Linked DNA regions of Mus musculus: all the other regions are linked to region 1. A link is a contact called in public promoter capture Hi-C data. All regions are on one chromosome and are shown on one strand. Each heading gives the region's core, a stretch centred on a gene start, on an enhancer-like site or on the middle of the called end of the contact. The rest is flanking DNA. Distances are from core to core; before and after follow the strand shown. Region 1 holds the start of Pdzk1 (PDZ domain containing 1). Region 2 holds the start of Bcl9 (B cell CLL/lymphoma 9). Region 3 holds the start of Acp6 (acid phosphatase 6, lysophosphatidic).

Region 1 (2,914 bases), core at 279-2,778:
TAAAACCCAGCACATTTAGGCTCATCACATCTCCGTGTTGGAAGTGGCCCAGAAAATCCCAACTCTGTCTCCCTAACAAAGGAGAACGGCTCATTATCGGCCCCTGTTCACAACTCCTGGCAAAGGAGAACACAGAAAGCGATTCCTGACAGCAGGAGGCCTTATCAAAGCTGTAAACGACTGATCTAAGACAGGGGCGGAGTTGGAGGCTGGCTCTCCCGTCCTCCTGGTCAAGTGATCCTGGGGAGGATTATTAAGCAGAGGATCTAAGCTTTCTTATTTCAAAGATGAAAACCATGTCACACGAAAAGGGCTAAAGAAAGGGATGATCCTATTAGACCTATATAATCAGTAGAGTATACCCTATAGGCTCCACATTAATCAGATCAGACTTAATTATAGGCACGATATTAACTTTTTATATTGTCATATAAAATGTTATAGTGTGTGTGTGTGTGGCACCCTGTGTCCCAGCCATAATGCTGTAAGAAAGATAATCAGCCCAGATCAAACATTGGAAACTGGAAGGGTCAGTTTCAACTCAGGTGTTCTGATCCTAAACCTAGAGCATCCCAGTCTACCCCCATGGCTTTGCAAGTTATATTAGAGGTTCAGAGAATATAGCCTAGAGACAGAAGGCAGCAGGAGATGATGAAGTGGCCCTGATGTCAATTTAAACTTCTTACCCACTGGCTTAGCTCACACCTGGGTTGAGGGCAAAGTCAAGACTCAGGGAAGACAAATGGCCAGCTCTTCATGAGTGGAGAAAAGACGAGGCCATCCAGCCCACAGCCTGGGGCCTGCCTGGTCTCACTGTTCTAAGATGTCTCCTGCTCTGAATTAGGAATGTGGGCTGAGAATCCAGGTGAGGATGGTTTGTGTGGGTGTGGTTGATAGAGATCAGCTGCTGCGGTGGCTGAGGCTAGCGGCCTGTTCAGCAACGCCAGGCCACGGGGGAACAGCTACTGCCCAGCTGCCTTCTTGAGAGACAGAGTGTGTGAAGAGGAAGACAGGTATCAATAGTTAGAGAACAGAGGCAGCCATCGGGAGAGGGGAGGGAGCCAGAAAGAAGCAAGGAGGCCCCTGAGTGAGCTAGGAGAGCTCTCCCCACAGTGGAGGTAGGACCCAGAAACAGGGCCTTTGCCTTCTCTGGGGCTTTGGCCTCTTGGTAGCTTTCCGGGTAGGAGTTGTAGTGTCTTGCTCTCAGGACAGCCTGAGTGTGGAAGATGGCTGGTGATTAGCCCCTACCTTGACCCTGGGCTAGGGACAGTGAGGTTCCTACTGGAATTGGGGATTGGTTGGGTGTGACCCAGTCTTCTGTTTATTAGATAGAACTGGAGAGGCCGAGGCACCCCCTCCCCACCTTTCTCTACTACCCTTCCCATTGTTAGGCTGGGGTGGGGGCGGGGCTTGATTTTACTGAGGCCTCTTGAGCATTTCAAGCTTAGGACCCTGCCAGCTGGCCGGGAGCAGGACAGAGGTCACTTGAACTCAGACCACACGTCCCTGTTAAATACATCAGCTTTTAAATCAATCTTTGTCCAAAGTCCAGTGAGTTCCAAGACTAGTAGTGTTCACAGCGGGGAGAATTTCCAGTGCGGAGCGGATCCTTCGCCACAGGTAAGAAGAGCGGTCTGCGACCTGCTGCCTGGGCTGGGGCCACTTATCCCTTCTCTTTTTGCTGGCAAGTGGCTGTGGGGGGGTTGAGGCCTCTGTGGTGGCAGGAGCACAGGTTAAGTGGGGGTGAGGATGGCCTTCCAGGGGTGTCACAGTTCTTTTTACTGGAGATGTGCAGGCTCTACTTCATGAAGGCATTGGTGGGCTGCTCGCTTCCCAGGGGTGTCGTATATATACGATGGGGTGGAAGAGGTGGGGGTGCTGTATGGAGATGCACAGCCAAGGGACAGAGACCACAGAAGTCCCAGGCCACGGGGAATTTTCTTCTGAGACTTTACTATCCAAGCATTTAGGGTATAAGGGAAGACTCTTCCAAAGGCAGCCAGCCCTTAAAACATACAGCCGAATCTAACTTCTACCGGTGCCTCTTCTGTTTCCCAAGACAGTGTTAGCCACGAGGAAAGCCACGGATTGCTGGGTTGACTGGGTGCAAATTCAAGTCTTCTAGTCTCCCTTTGGGAGAATCTCTCAATCTCTATCTTGTGTGAACCTGAAATGCCTTGAATTCTCCCAGATGCTTCTGTGTGTAGGCAAGCTTGGAAGGAACTCATTTCTCGTCATTGGGGCCTTTCCCTAAGGGTCCATCGGTTCTGGAGACTCCTGGGCTGGGTATGAAGACTCTCAGGTGGCCTTGGTGTAGAAGGCACCATCCTGTATCCGTAAGTCACAGGGCCCTTGCTGCCTCAGGTCACCATTGTCTAGTCACATAGAACCACAAGTTCTTTCATGTACAGACAACTCAGGGACGTTGAAGCTGTGGGTTATGGCCAAGCAAATTGTTCTCATCTTTGACTCTGGTAAGGTCTCTGCATATGGACTTGTTGATACTATCTTGTGTTCCTAGGCAGCTAGGGAGAGGGTACAGGTCTGGGAAACCAATGCCTAAGGAAGGTCTTGGTTCACTTATTAGATCTATGCCTCATCTCAATTTTGTTATACGTTGAAGGAAAGCCAAACACCATTTCCCAAAGGTTGTTCTAGAAATAGAATTATACATGTGAGTGTGTTTGAGGAGACTGAAAGTACAAATCTAAGCTGCTCACTCTTCAAATGATTAAATCCAAATGTGGCCTAGGGTAGCGGGAGGTGGCACCCATACATTTAGGAGACCCTGTGCTAGTCTTTTGGTGTCACTGAGCCTTTATTTTCTCACCAGCAACTAAAAGGAGTTGAGACATGATGTTCACTAAGGGCCTTCCATGTATAAGGTGGGTCTGTGCTTTGAAGGGTGTGCCCC
Region 2 (2,914 bases), core at 301-2,800, 400 kb after region 1:
GGCTCAATATCCAACTTCTAGGTCATAAAGCTATCAAATGTCATATACACACTCATACATTCCTCAAAGCATGTTTGCAACACCGGAACTAAGAGACCCTCTTCTTAGTCCATCCCTGTCAATAGTATAGGCCTTTTCAAGAGAAGAGAGAAGACTTTGTTACTGGTCCCCAGGACCATCAGATTTGCACACAAACACTTCTTCATGATAAACTCCCTGGTGACTAGTGTCCAGTCAAAAACTTTCAAACCAACCAGACTTAAAAGCCTCCAAGTCACAGGTTCTAAACAAGTCTTACCTCCCAACATCTTGACTATTTCACTACCTACTCCTCACCTCCTGTAACTAATTCATCACTGTGTTCCCTACACAAGAGCCCAGGTCTCTGTCGCCAAAATAACCATTTAATTCCACAGTTTATCAAACGCTAACAAATGCACCATCAAATTGACTTTTTACATGGCCGCTGACGTCACTGTCAGGGGGTGACTTGTTCTTGCTTTAACTAAAGTGTAACTCTGTATCCACTGCATCCTGCCTTGGATTATGTCCACAGAGGCATATTTGCATCCATTTCACTACCCTACCTAATGACTTTGACTCCAATCTTGGCCTCAGAATAACTCTTTTAACATTTAAAAAAACGCCCTTCCTTACCTCCAGCAGACTAAGGCTCTTGGGGGACAGATTTCAAGCTTTCTTTCTCATCCTTGGCAGCTTTAACATAACGTTCCCAGCAGTACTACTACAGGCCGTGGTCCTTCCCTCTGGACTAACCACCAACTCTGCGACTTGTTTTCCTTAGGATAACTCCATTTCACCAAGCTCACCCAACACTTACCAGTGACATCTTAATAGTCTTTGCAACTTTCAAAGGCCAGCCAGCCTCTAGGGTTCCAATTTGAAAACCACTGGTGTGTTCTACGACCCTCACAATGACTCAGTGACCTAACTCATTCGTCGCCAACTCACCTGCTGGAACCCTTTACAACTCAAGACATTCCTCTAGGCTTTCACCTCCCCCAACCCTTCAACAAGTCACTGGCCTGCGGAGTCCCCTTTCTCCCCTCTACGCATCTCCCGGGTCTTACAAACTCAACCCGAAATTCCTAATTTCGCGCGCTCTTTCCTCTCCATCGCCCCTCCATCCCAAGACCCCGAGACGGTCATCTCCCCTCAGGTAACCTCTCCAAGCACAGCTTTGGGACACAACCTCTAAAACCCCGAGAGATGCCCCGGTCTCTCCCATAGCTCCCGAGGCTCCCCCGCCTCCCCCAACAGGTTCCTCCAGACTCAACTCGCCAAGCCAGCGCCCCGACCCCCGGAGGCCCCCCGGCCACACGCGCACGCGGACCCGGCCCCCGCCGCGCCGGCCCGCCCCTCCCCCTCCCCGGGGCCACTTACCCCGGGCCGGAGAGGGGGAGGGGCGAGCGCGGGCGGGAGCTGCGGTCCCCGGCTGCTCTCAGCCCCGGGGGGCCGGGGCCCGGACCAGCGGCAGCAGCAGCGCAGCGTCTCCCCCCGGCGGCGGCAGCGGCGGCGGCGGCGCCGTCCCACTCCCGCAGGCACACATAGGCTCCATTGTCCGCCGGTGCCTCCCCCTTTCCGGCTCCCCCTCCCAGGCCCGCCCCTTCCCCCTCCCCTCGACCCTCCCCCAGCCGCACCGTGCCACGAAAGGTACCGCGGGCCCCGCCTCGGACGCGAGCGGAGGCGCGCCCCTCCCCCGGCCCGCCCGGCGGGGAATGGGGCCCTGGCCCCGCCGCCGCCAGGGCCCGCCCCCTCCGGGGGAATGGCACCCGTCCCCCTCCCCGAAGGCGATCGATGGTACCAGCCCGCCGCGGCCTCCGCCCCCTCCCGCGCCTGGCTCAAGAGAAGCCGCCCGCGCCCCGCCCACCCACGGCCCCGCCCCGACGGCACCGCCTTCTGCTTTGCATGACCCCTCCCATCCAACCCCGCCCCGGCTAGTCACCGGGTCCCCCCGCGGTGACGCCCACTCCCCGGTTTAAAGCCACAGAACCCTCTTTTTCAACTAAAAGATCCTCCTGCAGGACCCACGGGGCGGGTGGTGCGGCGGGGAGGTTCTCTTCCTTCCTCACCCTCCTCCCGGCGCTCATTCACCCAGACTCCCCATGGCCTCCAGCAGTACTGGAGCCACCGAAGGGGATTAGAAAAGGCGCGGGAGGGGGAAGGGCAGAGTGGAATTTAGCCATCTTTGACAGAAACTAACTGGGAGCTGCAGAAGGAACCGATCTTCCTTCACTCGCCCGCCGTTCAGGGTCGGGCCTAGTCTTCAGTCTTCATGCCACCTCCTCGCACCTCTCCACTGCGATTCCGCCTTGCTTCCCCCAGCCCACCCATCCGCCCCTAGGTGTCCACTCTACCTTTGCCCGTGAGGGCTTTCTTCCCTCTGGAAAGCTGGTCCCCTCGGCTTGCACTCTTCTCCCTCTTCCCAGAACAGACTCTCTGGGGTCCTGCTGGCGCTGTGGCTAGAGCAAGGTCTCCTTCACCTCGGGCCCTGCCCCGCCCCGCCCTGCCTGGCCAGCACTACCTATGGTTTCCAGAGAGCACCTTCTGCCCCGGCCTCCAGGTCTTCTCCCAACCACAGTATCACTCACTTAATTTTATTTTTTGGAAGAGCTTTGATGTTGAGAATTCGAGGGCGACGCGTTCAGCACTACCCCTGTGAAGTTAGATGTTAGCTCATTAGGTAGCACTTTTTCACATCTTGGTTAATGCGCCTTGCTCAGATTCCTGTTATCCTTATTTTGTGGGGCCGTGTTACTGCCTTGACCAGCCATCGTTACTGTCTGCCCTCCCCACAAAACCCTACTAATCTTCGAGTTTGTACTTTGCGGAGTTGATCTTAAGGATTCTCCTGCAACTCTGTGCACTGGTCCAAAGCGTTTCTAACAGTTAA
Region 3 (2,914 bases), core at 116-2,615, 330 kb after region 1:
GGAGGTGGGGTGGGGTGTGCTTCTCTCTCTCTCTCTCTCTCTCTCTCTTTTTCCCCAGACATGGCTTCTCTGTGTAGCCTTGGATATCCTGGAACTCAACTGTAGAGCAGGTTAGCCTTGAACTCACAAAGATATGCCTGCCTCTGCTTCCTGAATGCTGAAATTAAAGGCCTGCACCACCACGCAGGGCCAAGATGTATCTTGAGAGTCACTAAAAGAATGTATCTGGTAACTGCTAAGACATTTTGCTGTGAATCTCTTATGGGAAGCCCAGACCCATCCACAGGTGTCTTGTTCTCTCACTAAGCATCTCTCTGTCATAGCTCTTTTGCCTAAAATCGGTTACAAATGGCTTCTAATAAACTGAGACTATTCTGTGAGAAGCCCATAGCCATGTAAGGTGTGTTATGTTCTTTTTTTTTTTTCTTTTTTTTTTTTTTTTCCTGTTGCTTTTCTTTCCATTCCAAACAGACTTCAAGTCTATTTTTTACTGGTTTGCTTTGAAATTCATTTCGAAGTTGAAGCCCACGATACTGTTCCGCAGTTAAAAGATTAGGAGAATGCCTTCAGATGTTGACAACACTACCGCCATTCCTCCAGGCCTCTCCTGACACTCTTTGGTGGCTCCAATCCAGGTCTACTATCTTCCCTCTCAAGCCTCTGTCTCCTAACTTCCCTGGTGGTCTAGTGGTTAGGATTCGGCGCTCTCACCGCCGCGGCCCGGGTTCGATTCCCGGTCAGGGAAATACTGTTTTTTCTCTCACAATTTTCTAAAAAAAGTACTTAATAATCACTCGAGAAAAAACAAAAAACAAAAACAAAACAAAAAAACCGCTGGCTCTAATGCTTTGCGCATGCCCCGAGAGTGCTCTACCGCTGAACTACATCCCTAGCTCAATTTTCTTAAACAAAATGGGGAAAGGGAATTTCACAAATAGGAAGCACTCAGCTGATAGATGTTTCAGGTCTTGACTTTAGTAATCTTGCTTTGGGGACTTCAGGGAATTCTTCCACATTCAAACTACTCCCCTTGCCCACCAATCCTAACACTGCCTCCCCTTACCCTCATTTCCTCCCTACTCACCCCAGGCAAAGCCTCAAGGGAAAAAAAAAAAAAAACAGACGAAATCCCTTAATTACCCGGGGCTTCTTGGCAGCCTTAAATTGAAGACTGGCGGGACTGGGAGTGGAACGTGGGAGGCGTGGGGGGGGGGGGCGGGACCTTAAGCATGGCGGGGGGCCGACGGAACTGCCCTCCCTGGGGACCTCGGCCGCGCATAGCATTGTGGAAGTTGTAGTTTTTACGGGTCTGAGTTTCCAGATCGGACGAAGTCTCAGGACTCACTTTCCCGTGCTCCTGTGCGCAGACTTAATTGGAGCAGGTCCGTGGGAGGTCAGGAGATTGCGTGGGGAGCTTGGTTATAAAATGTGGACCCGAATCCCGGGTGTCCGAGGAACTTCTGCTTTTGCGGCCTCCCCTTCACACGGTTTGAAGTGCAAGTTTCAGGTCCAAGTAACTGCCCTGACTGAGCCTGCATGCAGTAGGGGCGGCCGGCAGACGCTAGGCTTAAACTACTAGACAATCTTTCTGCTCCCACCCCTTTCTCTCCACCTCCGGCCTGACTGTCGCTGGGTCGCCCCGCTAGAGTCGCTTGTTCTGAGAGCTTGGATGCACTTGCCCTCCAGTTCCCGCGAACTTCTGAGTAGCTGCTGAGCCGCGTTGCCTGCGGAGCCCTCAGCTTCCACAGCCTCCATCATGCGCGTGTGGGTCCCCGTGGGTGTCCTGACCTCGCTGGCTTACTGCTTCCACCAGCGGCGGGTGGCCCTGGCCGAGCAGCGGGCTCCTAATGGCCAGCGTCCGGTGGACCGCAACCTACTGGAGCTGAAAATGGTGCAGGTGGTGTTTCGACACGGGGCACGGAGTCCGCTCAAGCCTCTCCCGCTGGAGGAGCAGGTGAGAGGCGGCCCACAGAGGGGTTCTTGGGGACACACTTTAGCGTCCCCCGTCGGGGCTCGGGCTGGGTCCAGACCAGAGGGAAACAACAGTAGACTGGCCCTCAGGCTGTGGCCTGGAGTCATCATCCCATGCTCATCCCAAACCACCGGTGTGGTGTGTAAGCCTTCCTGGCTAGGGCAGCCCCTGCCCCCCAAACTTTCAGTTGCTTGGTGTAGTGAAACTTTTCAAAGATGCATAAGAATGTCCCAGGCGGGGGTTCTTATTTAAATGCAGATTCTGATTCTGCGGATGTGGAGTTGGGTCACGTTTCGTAGTTCTGTGGTTGAACTTGAGTTCAAGGACCTTGTAAGTGCCTGGTTGTTAATAACAGAGATCATTGTACCAGGAGATACCTTTAGTGCTTCCGCAGTACAGAGCAAGCTGGCACCTTTGGAACCAGATCTTAATACAGATTTTTCTTGTGGGCTTGCCAGAGACCATTTGAGATCTTGTGAAGTCTTATTGCGGACAAGGACTGTATCTTGGGGTTCTTTAAGGTCAGGTTTAGAAATCTGGAAAGGATTTGTGGTAAGAAGGAGGGAAAGTTAATTAACTAATTTTGTGGCTATAAGTCAGGATAATTATGATTAAAGCACAAATAATTAGCTTTTTGTTTAAAAAATAACCCCTAACAGTATACAAGAAAAGGGCACCAGAAGTCCCTAACACCCCGGGTTGAATTTACCCATGGAGTCTGTATTTGTTCAGTTGCAAATACTCTTAATGGTCATTTCTGTTTTCCTGAAGGGCTGTGAGTTATAGTTTCAACCCAAGATCTGGTCTTTAAAGAGGGTTACACATGAAAAAGCCAAGCAACCAGGGCAGCTCTCACATAAATAAATATCTTTTAGCAGGTGTTTGTTTACCAGGTCTCCAGTTAGCCTGTTCCTATGGCTGTACTACTTTCTGTCTGGCACT

Evidence for each region. Promoter capture Hi-C pulls out the DNA fragments that hold promoters and counts their contacts. Capture Hi-C pulls out chosen DNA fragments and counts their contacts.
Region 2: a contact with region 1 is called in a promoter capture Hi-C map of liver. The contact joins the promoter of Bcl9 here to the promoter of Pdzk1 in region 1. A contact is called at or near these places in 2 of 39 promoter capture datasets (the C10 cell line and liver) and 2 of 115 datasets of contacts at active chromatin or transcription factors (bone marrow-derived macrophages and memory CD8 T cells).
Region 3: a promoter capture Hi-C map of liver shows a contact between it and region 1. The contact joins the promoter of Acp6 here to the promoter of Pdzk1 in region 1. A contact is called at or near these places in 2 of 39 promoter capture datasets (the C10 cell line and embryonic stem cells), 1 of 115 datasets of contacts at active chromatin or transcription factors (embryonic stem cells) and 2 of 9 other capture datasets (adipose tissue and liver).

What each region holds. Positions count from the first base shown.
Region 1 is chr3:96,828,537-96,831,450 of GRCm38.p6, forward strand. It overlaps Pdzk1 (PDZ domain containing 1), which reads left to right and starts at 1,529. Exons shown (of 9, transcript NM_021517.3): 1 at 1,529-1,620. It overlaps 4930442L01Rik (RIKEN cDNA 4930442L01 gene), which reads right to left. Exons shown (of 2, transcript NR_015596.1): 2 at 1,290-2,914. It also overlaps a transcript of Cd160 not described here.
Region 2 is chr3:97,225,814-97,228,727 of GRCm38.p6, forward strand. Bcl9 (B cell CLL/lymphoma 9) reads right to left here and starts at 1,551. Exons shown (of 10, transcript NM_029933.4): 1 at 1,405-1,551.
Region 3 is chr3:97,157,412-97,160,325 of GRCm38.p6, forward strand. It overlaps Acp6 (acid phosphatase 6, lysophosphatidic), which reads left to right and starts at 1,366. Exons shown (of 10, transcript NM_019800.4): 1 at 1,366-1,954. The coding sequence starts at 1,757. It overlaps n-TEctc12 (a tRNA gene), which reads left to right and starts at 674; the gene lies at 674-745.